Regions from separate parts of the Danio rerio genome. Here region 1 is linked to region 2. The links are chromatin contacts, called in public HiChIP or PLAC-seq maps. All regions are on one chromosome and are shown on one strand. Each heading gives the region's core, a stretch centred on a gene start, on an enhancer-like site or on the middle of the called end of the contact. The rest is flanking DNA. Distances are from core to core; before and after follow the strand shown.

Region 1 (7,144 bases), core at 281-2,780, 190 kb before region 2:
TACTTGGGCCAAATTTTATACAATTTATGAATAAATTCAATTCATTTAAATAATACATTTAAATTAATAATAATAATAATATATATAATAATAATAGATAGATAGATAGATAGATAGATAGATAGATAGATAGATAGATAGATAGATAGATAGATAGATAGATAGATAGATAGATAGATAGATAGATAGATAGATAGATAGATAGATAGATAGATAGATAACTGATTATTATGGAAAGAAATATTACATAGTGATGTTTACAATAGACCATTTTAATGTGGTGATATCGTTGGCACAAAAACATTTCCTGCTTGTCAAACTGTTTCATAACTGTATCAAGATGCAATTCAATCATACCTTAACATTAAATAGCTATCTTAACATTATCAATATGCAGACCCTTTTGGATTCTCGGAAGCTATGGAAATTGGAAATGTAAAACAGGAAATACGTTAGGACCATTGTTTACATCCCTTAACATAATCTATAAAAAGATATAATATAAGCAACTTCTATTAGGTGATATGATTTTGATGAGTGTTCATTAATTGATCTTTGTCTCCATCTGCTGCTCTGATGCGGTGTTGCAAAAGAGTAGAGCAGCGCCATCTCCTGGTCAATATTAGGGGATTATTTATGATGCTTGCAGTAAAATAAATGTCTTATTTATTCATAAAAATATTTGTTTTAAGCTTCACAATGGTGAAAATCCCATCTAATACACAGGAGCAGAATTATTGTTGATTTCAGTTCTTATGTGCAGCCTACATTTTCCATGAGGGGAAAGTGACGCCATCTGGTGGTGTTTTCCCGGAAGAGTCGCTTTAAATGTCAGAAGGGGTTATCTGACTCATTTTATCATTGTTCTGTAAAATCATGAATACTGGAAAAACCCAGCTGAGATAAAGGAGGAAAAACTGCAGATGAAAGATCATAATAACCAGACAATACACTTTAACCGGAATCCGAGGAAAAACACTGCAAGGGAAAATGCTGAGACATAAGCCCATATGTTATGGTTTATGCAAATATCTTAAGTACTAAATGTCCACAAATCATGAATACAACTCAAATATTATATCATGTATTAAATGGAAATAAATGTAAAGATGTGTGCACCTTTTCTCTCATACAAATGTTATTAATATATATGCTACAAGTAAAACTAAATATAGGATACTACTAACAATTTACAATCATTCATTCACTCGTTTTCGGCTTAGTCCATGTTAATAATAACAATACCCAACATTTTTAATCTAATTATTATTATTATTAGTAGTAGTAGTAGTAGTATTGTTATTATTATGTAATTAAGTTACAAAGAAAACTTCATGACTTTATTTAATCTGTATTGCGCTCCAAGCACGTGGATGCATTTATAACAAGCGTCTATTATTTGTATTATTATTAATAATATTAGTACATAATAAAGTTATTATGAAAACTTCTGAACTTTGTTTGATCTGTTTAGCCCTGCGAGCACGTGGAGCCATTCATAATAAGCGCTTACGTCACGCTGACTCCTCCCCCCCGCTCCTCCCCGATCAGCCTCCAGCAGTTCCACGATCCGTCCGCTCACCGAAAGTCTCCGCGTTTCACCCGTTTCCCGTCGCGTAAACCCGGCCAGGCCGCGCACACACCAGCGGAACCCGATGGCTTCGACGACCTCCGACGCTTCCGAGCAAGAGTCAGCGAACCCGAGCGAGAAAAACGGCGACGGGAGCGAGTCGGGCCTGCGCGCCGCCGATCCGGAACCGGCCGTTAAGATGGACGAAGCGGACACGGACGAGAAGCCCGGTGGACACGAGCCTACAGAACAAAGCCCAGAGGAAGCCACGCGGGACGGGGGTAATGATGAAGACGGGGAGACCGAAAAGGAGCAGCAGAAGAGCCCCGGTAGCGCGGACGGGACGGCGGAGCGGATGAAGAGAGAACAAAGGGAGGAGGAGAGCGTGTCCTTACCGGCGGAGAAAAACAGCGGCGGCGGCGGCACCGGAATGAAGCGCCGCGCGAGCCTGGAAATGATGAGCTCGTCTTCGGACGGAGAGCCTCTCAGCCGCATGGACTCGGAGGACAGGTGCGTGTCCGTCTGCTAATTACAAAACACCGATATTTCAGCCGATAGTATCAATGTTAAAGGTCCGTTTTGTTGATTAACGACGCCGTTTAGGTGCCGTTTGGATAACTAGTTTAGCTCGCGCGTGTTGACCGTTACGCTAGTTACTTAACGTTACTGCTAGTGTTATTGAGTTAGCATAAACATAATAATATGACGATAAAGTATGTAAATATGTCATTTGCCACACTTGTAAGTTAAAGTGCTGAGAGTTTGAAAACATGTCAGTCTGCTAATTACAAAACACAGCTATTTCAGCCGATAATATCAACATTTAACGTCTGTTTTGTCGATCAACGAGTTTAGGAGCTGTTTGGATTAACGGTCAACACATGCGAGCGAAAAACCTATTGTGCTAGTCTATTCGAGTTATCTTAAAATAAATAATTTGATATAATGTCATGATCAAGTATGTAAATATGTCATTTGCCAAACTTGTAAGTTAAAGAGCTGAAAGTTTGAAAGCGTGTCACTGTGCTAACTTAATTACAAAACACCGATATTTCAGCCGATAATATCAACATTTACCGTCTTTTTTGTCGATTCATGACGCCGTTTAGGAGCTGTTTGGATTAACGGTCAACACATGCGAGCGAAAAACTGACTGGTCTAGAGTATTCCTGTTATCTTACAATAAATAATATGGTATATTGTGATGATAAAGTATGTATATAATGTAATTTGCCACAATTGTAAAGTTAAATGGCTGAAATTTTGAAAGCATGTCAACCTGCTAATAACAAAACAGGATATTTCATCCGATAATATCAACGTTTAACGTTTGTTTTGTCGATTAACAATGCCATTTAACGTAAGGTGTTTGGTTTAATGGTCAACACATGACAGTGAAAAACTAGTGGTTTCGAGTTAGTGCAAAAATAATAATGTAATATAATGTTATCATAAAGTATGTAAATACGTTGTTTTTTGCCACACTTGTAAAGTTAAAGTGCTGAAAGTTTGGAAGGTGTCAGTCTGCTAATTACAAAAAACGATATTTCAGCCGATTATTTTAACGTTTAACGTACGTTTTGATGATTACTGCCGTTTAAGTGCTGTTTGGATTAACGGTCAACACGCAAACGAAATACTGTTTGTGGATTCAAATTGGCATAAAATATAATGTGATGATAAAATATGCAATTTGTCACATTTATAAGTTAAAGTGCTGAAATTTTGAAAGGTGTCAGTCTGCTGATTACAAAACACTTCTATTTCAGCTGATAATATCAACATTTAATGTCTCTTTTGTCGATTAATGACACCGTTTAGGTGCTGTTTGGATCAACGGTTAACACAAGAGAGCGAAAAACTTACTGTACTAACATTAGTGGATTTGAGTCAGCATAAAAATAATAGTGTAATATAATGTTGTGATAAAGTATGTAAATAAATTTTTGCTTCACTTGTAAGTAAAAGTGCTGTAAGTTTGAAAGCATGTCAATCTGCTAATTACAAAACACTGATATTTCAGCCGATAATGTCAACATTTAACGTCTGATTTGTCGATCAACAACACCGTTTAGGAGCTGTTTGGATTAACAGTTAACATATGCGAGTGAAAAACTTATTGTGCTAGTGTATTCGAGTTATCTTAAAATAAATAATATGATATAATTTCATGTTAAAGCATGTAAATATGTAATTTGTCACACTTGTAAAGTTAAAGTGCAGTCATTTTGAAAGCATGTACGTCTGCTGATTACAAAACACCAATATTTCAGCCGATAATATCAACATTTAATGTCTGTTTTGTCAATTAACGATGCCTTTTAGGTGCTATTAATTAACAAGTCAACACATGTAAGCAAAAAATTACTGACTTTAGTGGAGTTAGCCAAAAAACATAGTTTAATATAGTTTGATATAATGTGATGAAGTGTCTAAATATGTTTTTTTGCCACACTTGTAAAGTGCTGAAAGTTTGAAAGTGTCAGTCTGCTGATTACAAAACACTGATATTTTAGCCGATTATATCAACGTTTGTTTTGTCAATTAACATCAGATTTCAGATAAAGTGCTTAAATGTGTAATTGGTAACCCTTTATTATACGTTCATTACAATATTTGTACCTTTGTTAGTTAACGAAAAAAAATAGTTTATTGTTTGTTCATGTTAGTAAATACAAACATTATCTAATACAACCTTATTGTAAAGTGTTACCACACATTTAGATGCGAGTTCTTGTAAGTAATATTAACGATATGCATGAATTTGGAGTTTAATAATACATTAGGAAATGTTGAATAAACTGATTAATAAATGCTGTTAAGTGTTGTTCATTAATAGTGTTGCTTTCATTTAATTTAATCCTAAGTAATAGGTAATGATACATATTTAAATAAAATGAGATAAATAATTTAGCTTTTGCTTAAAATAAAAACATAATGCACAGGGATTACTGCTTAAAGAGTGAACAATGCATGAAATTAAAATGAATATACATTTAAGATGCAAGTTAATTACATGTAAAAGGACAAATGACTATAATTCACTGGCCAAAATGCAGTCCGAATGTTTTCTTAGAAAACTATACTATACTATAAGAAATATAATCTGCTATAATGTGATGAAGTATCCTAATATGTAATTTACCATGTTTAAAGTCCTGGAAAAAGTTTGAAAATCCATCTGAAAAGTGCTTGTATATGGCTTTAAAAAGGTGTAAATACCCTGCATAAAACAATCATAAGATATATTTGATTAAGATCAAAGCACACACTGTTGTGAAAAATAACAATATTTGTACTATTTATATCTCATATTATATCATATTGTACCTGTATTGTCAAGTCTGACATATATAATCAATGTTATTGTTATCAGTTTTGCTAATCTAAATCGTCACAAACATATTTCAACCTTGTTTGTGGCCCAGTCTGCTTGTTTAGCCTTGTTTAAGCCCCAAATAAGGTTTGAAATAACGTTTGTAAGGATTTAGATTAGCAACATTCACAACATTAACAACGTTGATAATATAGGTCACACTTTACAATGTTAGTTGATGTATTTACACGATAATGACACGCACAACAATATTTATAACAATATTGTTCAGAAAAATATCAATGTCTTGATTTCATAGGATGCAAAAGAAAATGTTAGTCAGAATGTGACTGTCCTTTTTGTATAAAGAAAAGACCCAGTGAATATTCCATTCAAAAGTATAGTTGCTGGATAAAGCACAGACAGTGAAGTTATTATCAGATTTGGATTTGTGAGCAGCTTTCTTATCTTGACTTGGCTTTAAACTGGTGTTACGTCATCTATAGTGCCCTCGGACCCATGAGGCCTTTCACCATCTTTTGGCATCACCAGGGCAACATGGGTGCGGCTGTGCATGTTTTATAGCACTTTATGCCTGTCTTCATCATACGCGGGTGGCTCTGGTGTTATTTGCATTACTCTAAAGGCTGGAGATAATGGATTGCTCGTCCTCAATGGTTTTTAAAAGCGTCTGGCTCGCAGCACATGGGAAATCTCTACAGAGTATCTGCAGGCACGGTGGAACAAATTCACATTGAGCACAATGTATCAGGTCAGCCCAGCGGTGGAGGAAGGAGAAAGAGGGAATGTGTGTGCGGATGGGAATCCATGCTCTGTGCCAGACCTGCTGCTCTGTGGAGCTTTCACTGGGAATGAAGCTCTTCAAATCCAACTGGAGGCCCTGAGCCCTGCTGTTCGGGGCAGCTGGACAGCTTGAATCTAGCTCTTGTGTGGGACGTCTGGGAGAATATGAGCCAGGCCACACGTAAACGATCACATAAGACTAGGCTTATGACAGTATCAAGATTTTCTGGTTGCAAATAATTGCTGAAGCTTTTAGCACTGTATACTCTATTATCACAATATTGACCTCATCTGCAAACAATAGTTCAACTAATACTTGCTTTAAATACTAATAACAAAAACTACTCAGTGTATTGCTTTATAGTTTAGAGTAAACACATGTTTCAGCCAAATTAAATTGCAAAAAGATTATGAAGTACAATAGGAAACACTTTACAATGAAGTTTCATTAGTAAATGTTAGTGAGGAATTTCTATGTTAATATTAGGAAAATATAACTACATTTTATTAGATACTAACTCAATTTAACAGCACTGCATACTGTAATAAAATGTAAAAACATTTACAAAGATGAATACATAAACTTCATCTGTCTTACAGTAATGTATTCTAAAGTGTTATTTAACATATTGTTAAAAGGAAATAGGGCTGCACAATATATTGCAAATAATTATCATTACCGGGATAAAAGTATGTACATTAAACCATAGGCCTCAAACTGGATTCCTGGATTCCCGCAGCTCTGCACAGTTTTGTTCCAACCCTTATCAAACACAGCTGATCTAACTAATAAAGGTGTGCAAGACTACTAGACGATACTAAGCAGGTGTGAGTTGGAGCTGGTTGGAGCTAAACTGTGCAGAGCTGCGGCCCTCCAGGAACTGAGTTTGAGACCACTGCATTAAATGTATCGCAGATGTGTGCTAGAGTACATTTAATTTATGTATTGGTTATGCAAATCTAAATTTGACCAATCAGATGGGGACTTACTATCTGTAGCCCCACCTCTCCAGTAGTTGCTGTTCTGCTATTGGCTTAAGAGCCCCTAAGGTGAGCCCCAGAGCTAAAAATAAACACTACTGAGTCGAGATGAGAGAGGAAAGTGACAACAGCCAATCAGAGTCAGAATATCTGCTGAGGTTTTCACTCTCTCATGGTTTAAAAGACTAAACGTTTGCACCTTTGACACATTTTCATTTTTTTAAGTCTATATGAGAATGAATTGGATCTGAAAAATAGATTTTCCCGGTTTATTTTATTGTATTTATTTTTATTATTATTTTATTATTATCATTTTATGATTTAAAAACATGGCTAATAAAAATAGTCTTTTCAAGGGGAAATGTTACATCATATCAATATAGACCAATCTCATATCTTATGTTTCAAACCTGTTTGAGTTTCTTTCATCTTTTGTTTTTAGCAGAAAAAAATACATTAATAAATGTGTACAG
Region 2 (6,391 bases), core at 3,617-6,116:
TTCATCCATTCATTTTCTTTTCAGCTTAGTTCCTTTATTAATCAGGGGTTGCCACTGCAGAATGAACCCCCAACTTATCCGGCATATGTTTGTTTGTTTTTATATAATGAAAAAAATCCTCTTCCAGATGCAACTCATCACTGGGAAACACCCACAGACTCTTGCATTCACACTCATACACTACGGCCAATTTAATTTATTCAATCCCTTACAGCGCATGTGTTTGTGCTGTGGGGGAAACCGGAGCACCCGGAGGAAACCCACGCCAACATGAGGAGAACATGCAAACTCCACACAGAAATGACAAGTGACCTGGCCAGGGCTCAAACCAGCAACCTTCGTGGTGTGAGGCGATTGTGCTACCTACTGCACCATCGTGACGCCCCTTAGAGTGAACATGATAGTTTCTCTAAAATATCTCGTATATATCCCTCTCACATATCTCTCATCCATTACTACACTTACTTTTTTTTTATTTGTTTGTTTACCAAACTTTATACTAAATCACCTAAACATATATATCCATTTACATATATATGTTATATTAGAATAGTAAAATCTAACAACTTCAACATAAATGACATCCCTTCTTACCCAAAACCTCATCAATAAGAATGTAAACACAGCAAGGAATTTCTCACAGTATTTCCTATAATATTTTTTCTTCTGGAGAAAGTCTTAATTGTTTTACTTTGGCTAGAATAAAAGCAGATTTACATTTTTTAAAAACCATTTTAAGGTCAATATTATTAGCCGCCTTAAGCAATATTTGCTTTGGATTGTCTCCACAACAAACCACTGTTATACAATGACTAGCCTAATAATTCACCCTAATTAACCTAGTTAAGCCTTTAAATGTCACTTCAAGCTGAATACTAGTGTCTTGAAGAATATCTAGTCAAATATTATGTGCTGTGATCATTGCAAAGATAAAATAAATCAGTTATCATTAAAACTTTTATGTTTAGAGATGTGTTTCTTGTTCCATTAAACAGAAATTGGGGGAAAATAATACAGGGGGGCTAATAATTCTGACTGCCATAACCCTGCATTAAACACCTATATGCATTTCCTCCCAGTTTGCCAGAGCTGTCAGGATTTCCATCATTTTCTGCTGTGTCTCTCTCTTGTTTGTGCATACCAGCGATGAGTAATAAACCCCAGTGTGCATTATTGTGATGAACAGCGAGTCGAGGATGACCCAGTTGTGTCAGGACCCCGTCACTGTTCTCCAGAGCGTCATATGACCACCCCTGGCCATATTCACGGCGTTTCAAAAGAGACCACAAATTACATGCTTCAAAGGAGCCTGTTTTTCTGCCCTCCCCGTTTCGCTTCTTCAATGATTCATTTCTGAGCCGCACCTGACAGAGCGCAGCGCACATACATACATGCATTCATACATCACTGACGCATCACCGTTGCCATGGACGCACCGCCGCTGCTTCTGCTCTAGCATCTGCATTGTTGATTTCCCAGGTACTGCAAAGCATATGTTTTCACGCCGACTATATAATGTTGATTATTTGATGTGAGATGAATAATGAAGGAGGGCAGAGCTGGCGTGTTTCCCCCCGTCCATGCCAAAGCCTGACCTAGTTTTTATGGCGGTTGAATGTCTGTGAAGTCTGTTTCTCTCCTGAACTGGAAAAATCCAATCAAGTGTGCGACTCCTCGGCTGCGCTTCAGTGTGCTGCTGGTGAAATCCTGACTTATTTATTGGAGTGGATAGTGTAAGGGGATCTGCTGCGTAATTAGGAGGGGTTTCAAAATGAAAAATTGAACAAAAAATGCGCTGGATTGAGCGTTTCTGAGTTGAGATGAAATGTATGTTTGCGCATCACTTTTTTGGGGGGATGAATTGATTGTAGATGTGAAATGATTTCAGATGCTTTCATCTTTTAGCTGTAGTGACGTCATTTCACACGCTGCTCTTCACACATACTGATCAGTCAAAGAATAACAGAAGAAAAAAATGACGTTTTAATAACCCAGATGGATTTAAAGAGCTTTAAGCCTGATATTAGCAAGAATTTAATCGTATAATCAATTATTTTTTGCAGATTTATTTCAACTTTTTTATATTTTATATTAATATATACACTCTAAAAAACGCTGGGTTGAGACTGCTGGGTAACAAAATTGGGTTGATTCAACCCAATTTGGGTTGAAAATTGGTCTTTATCTATAACCCAGCAGTGCTGGGTTGGGAACGCGGACGTAAAAGAGAGCACGCACTTCACGTCAACATGCAGGGACATCAACGTGAGAAACCGCCATTTTCTTTGCGCTGTCTTTGAGGGGAAGCGAGTAAAATTCTGTGTGAGACGTAAGTTATTTAGTGTGTATTTAACAATTTTCATAAGAAATAACACACTTAGTTTACTTAGTATAATATACACGCACTTTTTTTTTCTGTTGCTCTGCCTAACGGCCGACCTGTTTTTCATGTATGATTAGATTGTTATGCATTGCGGTTTTGTTAATTTTATCAAATAATTATTCAGTTATAACATTATTTTCTGTGCCAGTGGCGATGTGGTTAATGTGTCAACACATTAACTTCGGTCTTCACGGCGACCCAAGTTCGATTCCCGCTTTGAGGTCCTTTTGCCGTTCCTTCCTCTCTCTGCTTCTCATGCTTTCCTATCAATACTCTCTACTGTCCTATCCATTAAAGGCGAAAAAACCCTGAAAAAGTTATTTTAAAAATAATAAATTATTGCATTATTAAATATTGTCACCTTGGAGTTATAAGGTTCTCTCTGCGTTCTGAATGGCTTTGAGATAATGACCTTTAAATTTTTTGCATTCCAGAGCAAACCATATGCGTGTAACATTTGTTTTTGTAAATAAAAAGTCTTAAAATCTAAACAACTTTAAAAAAACATCCCACAATGTAAATAAGTTGTCATTTAATAAGAGTATGTCAGTAACTCAATTTGGACAAAAATGTCAGATAGAACCTGCTAATTCTAAGGTGACGATATGTGTGTGTGCATTTGAGTATGCATGATTTCTAAATTATTATTTTTAATGCTTTTAACTTAATTCGTTTTTTGTAGTGAATAGTTGAACAAAAATGCACTGAATGGGGCATTTCTGAATTGAGATAAAATGCATGGTTGCTGTGAATGTGTGTTTATTTTCTCCAGGATGAACTGATTATAGATGTGAAATGATTTCACAGGCTTTCATCTTTTAGCTGTAGTGACGTCATTTCACACGCTGCTCTTCACGCATACTCATATAGGAACAAGTCAAAGAAAAACAGAAGAAAAAATAAAAATTTTAGTAACCGAGATGGATTTAAAGAGCTTTAAGCCGGATATTAGCAAGAATCTAAACATATAATCAAGCATTCATTGCAGATTTATTTCTACTTTTTTATTTTATATTAGTGTATAAGGTTGGATGGTTGTGCATTATGTTTTTTGTTCATTTTACTAAAAAATTATTCAGTTATCACCTGATTGTCTGTGCTCGGTGTTCACGGCGACTTGAGTCTGATTCCCGCCTCAAGGTCCTTTACTGATTCTTCTGCTTTTCATGCTTTGCTGTCTATACTCTCTATACTGTACTATCTATTAAAGGCGAAAACCCTGAAAAAATATTTTAAAAAATAATAAATTATTAAATTTATCTGTGTGCATTTGAGTATCCATGATTTTTAAATTATTTTTATTATTTAATGCTTTTAACCTACAGTCATTAGAATAAATTTAGCAGAAGTCAGTTTATTGGAGTGGATAGTGAGGGGATGTGCTGCATAATTTGTTTTTTGTAGTGAATAGTTGAACAAAAAATGCATTGAATGGGGCATTTCTGAATTGAGATAAAATGCATGATTGCTGTGAGTGTGTGTGTGTGTGTTTTTTTTTTTCTAGGTTGAATTGATTGTAGATGTGAAATGATTTCAGATGCTTTCATCTTTTAGCTGTAGTGACGTCATTTCACACTCTGCACTCACACATACTGATATAGGACCAAGTCAAAGAAAAACAGAAGAAAATTGACATTTCAGCAACGGAGATGGATTTAAAGAGCTTTAAACCTAAAGTCAATAGAAATTTACCAAGTATTTATTAAATGATTACATTATTAAATATTTATGTGTGCATTTAAGCAGTATTTTAAAATAATAAATGTATAATATTATTATTATCAAGTGAAATCATATTTAAAGATGCAATATATGAACATTAATATACGATAAATCTTGTCTCTCACAGTTTTTCCTTAAAATTAGGAACATAATCTGCCAATGAATAACTTGAATTGAATTAAAAGTATTTCCTCTTTATTGTGTTGTTTCAGGGTGATGAAGAGTCCAGTCTCGGTCTTCCCATCAGCCCCTTCATGGACCGCTCAGCACCTCAGCTGGCCAAACTGCAAGAGTCCTTCATCACACACATCGTGGGTCCTCTGTGCAGCTCGTATGACTCTGCGGCGCTCATGCCTGGCCGCTGGGTCCACCCTCTGCCCAAAGATGGAGATGAGGTGGAGGACGAGAGCGAGGAGGAGGATGAGGACACAGCGGAGGAGGAGGAAGAGGACGCCTCCACCAGCTCTGAACTCTCCCGTGAGTGCAGGACTTTAGATTCTTTATATCTGTGATTATTTGTTTTAAGCAAGAACCAGTTAACACTCTCTCTACTTACCGGCTTTATGATAGAAAAACCAGCACCTAAGAAACGAAGGAAAGTCTTCTGCCAGATCTCCCATCACCTGCTGGAGAACCATGAGATGTGGAAGAAGGTCATTGCAGAGGAGTCCCAGAGCCAGACTGAAGGGGAGGAGTCAACATGCCTGAGCACCACCCCTGAGCCAATCCTGGCCATCGATGAAGAGGAGGAGGAGCCAGGGAGCAAGGAGGAGCCAACGGATGACCAAGGGGAGGGGTCAACAGAGGAAGAGGAGGGACCCGTACCTGAAGACACGCATGAAACACAGGAACCAGATGGCGAGACTGTAGAGGAAGCAGATGAGAAAAACACAGAGACTGTAGAAGACATTGAGGGAAAACAAGACGAAGACCAGAAAGATCCAGAATGAATGACTTGCCATTTTTAGACCAGAACATTGTCTGAACGTTTTTGTTTTATTGGCAAGTGAGACTTCAAAGAAATGGTTGCCAGCACATCACTTAGACACAACACTGTAGATGCTTGGGGAACATGTGCCTAAAGGAAACAGGGTGGGAAGGGGGTGAGTAACATTGAACTGTTAGCGCTAGACACTCCAGTAAAGTGAGCTTTGATGCTAAAATTGGCCAGGACATAGAGTTCTCCAGGGGGTTTCCTATATTTTCTAGACGTTGGTCAGTTTTGCAAATCCTTCTGGCGAAACACATCCAGCTGCACCTTAAATCCCCAAACTACAACAGGTGACCTGCGGCTACACGAGTTCTGCAGGCTCGTCCGTTCTCTTCAGCAAGCATTTCCGGGGAGCTTAATGTCAAAGTCCGAGAAGAGAAATCAATCCAGCGTGACTCTTGTCGACTCTGGTAGGAGTCTCCTTAAAGGCATTTTGCCTCACTCACGTATCCCATCATCCACGGATAGAAGCAGACGTTCCAGAAACAGCATGCATTTGTGCAAATGCTACAAAAATGTGTAACACTATACGTTTCCATGTCTTTCCCGCCATCGCTGTTTGTTTTCTTTTCCTTTTTATCCAGAGGTCACTATAGCAAACCCTTGCTCCATTGTCCCATTTCCGAAGGCGTCAGTTCGAATGCTTGTCATTCTCTTCCCTCACCTTTTTCTCTCACCATTCCATCAGTCCATGAACTGAGATCTTGCGTTTCTCAGGATCAGACTGTTTTCCAATAAGGAGTCATTGGTTTTTACAGACTTTCTTGCAACTTTATAATCTTTTGAATCTTAAATTGGGAGGACAAATGGGAATCTTGTTGTTGCCCTTCTTTTTAAAGTGTATGTTCTTCAAAATGCCAATGGCCTTTTTAACAGTAGCCCAATCGTTGTTTTACAGGTAATTTGATATAATTGCTCAGTCAGCGCATTCCACATGCAATAGTGCATCATGTCATCCCAACCAACTGAAACTCTACAGAAACTTCCTTCTCTCCATATCAAGCAGAGCTTCTCCTGCGTTCAAGCTTCTTAGTAAACTGCTCCAGAAAGTTTTGAGAGCTGACTTAACAGCTCCTGAAAGTTTTGTTGATCAAAGGCACAGATTGGAGCGCATGGCCTGACGGGACAGCCTCAGGCTCCCGCATTCCCCCGCAGTCGCATGTTCGCCCTCCAAACAAGGCCGTAGTCATGCTTCACAGTCCTCTCACGCAGCCGTATGAGTGACTGTGAGCTCCTTTGCCCCAGGGATGAGACGGCGAGTGCTGTCCCTCTCACATGAGCGGATCCAAAGACCA

Evidence for each region. HiChIP or PLAC-seq counts read pairs in DNA pulled down with a chosen protein or histone mark.
Region 1: an H3K4me3 HiChIP or PLAC-seq map of embryo shows a contact between it and region 2, with 5 times the contacts expected there. The contact joins the promoter of aebp2 here to the enhancer-like site in region 2. A contact is called at or near these places in 4 of 18 Hi-C or Micro-C datasets (caudal fin, embryo and skeletal muscle) and 2 of 4 datasets of contacts at active chromatin or transcription factors (caudal fin and embryo).

Annotation. Positions count from the first base shown.
Region 1 is chr4:3,281,451-3,288,594 of GRCz12tu, reverse strand. It overlaps aebp2 (AE binding protein 2), which reads left to right and starts at 1,530. Exons shown (of 8, transcript NM_213494.2): 1 at 1,530-2,080. The coding sequence starts at 1,656.
Region 2 is chr4:3,092,821-3,099,211 of GRCz12tu, reverse strand. It overlaps pde3a (phosphodiesterase 3A, cGMP-inhibited), which reads left to right. Exons shown (of 17, transcript XR_012401709.1): 15 at 4,318-4,582; 16 at 4,676-6,391. Among named protein-coding and RNA genes, the nearest start is that of slco1c1, 37 kb to the right of the region's middle. Within about 2 kb of position 4,866, at least 8 of the 62 cell types and tissues checked have an H3K27ac peak or open chromatin away from gene starts, as enhancers often do.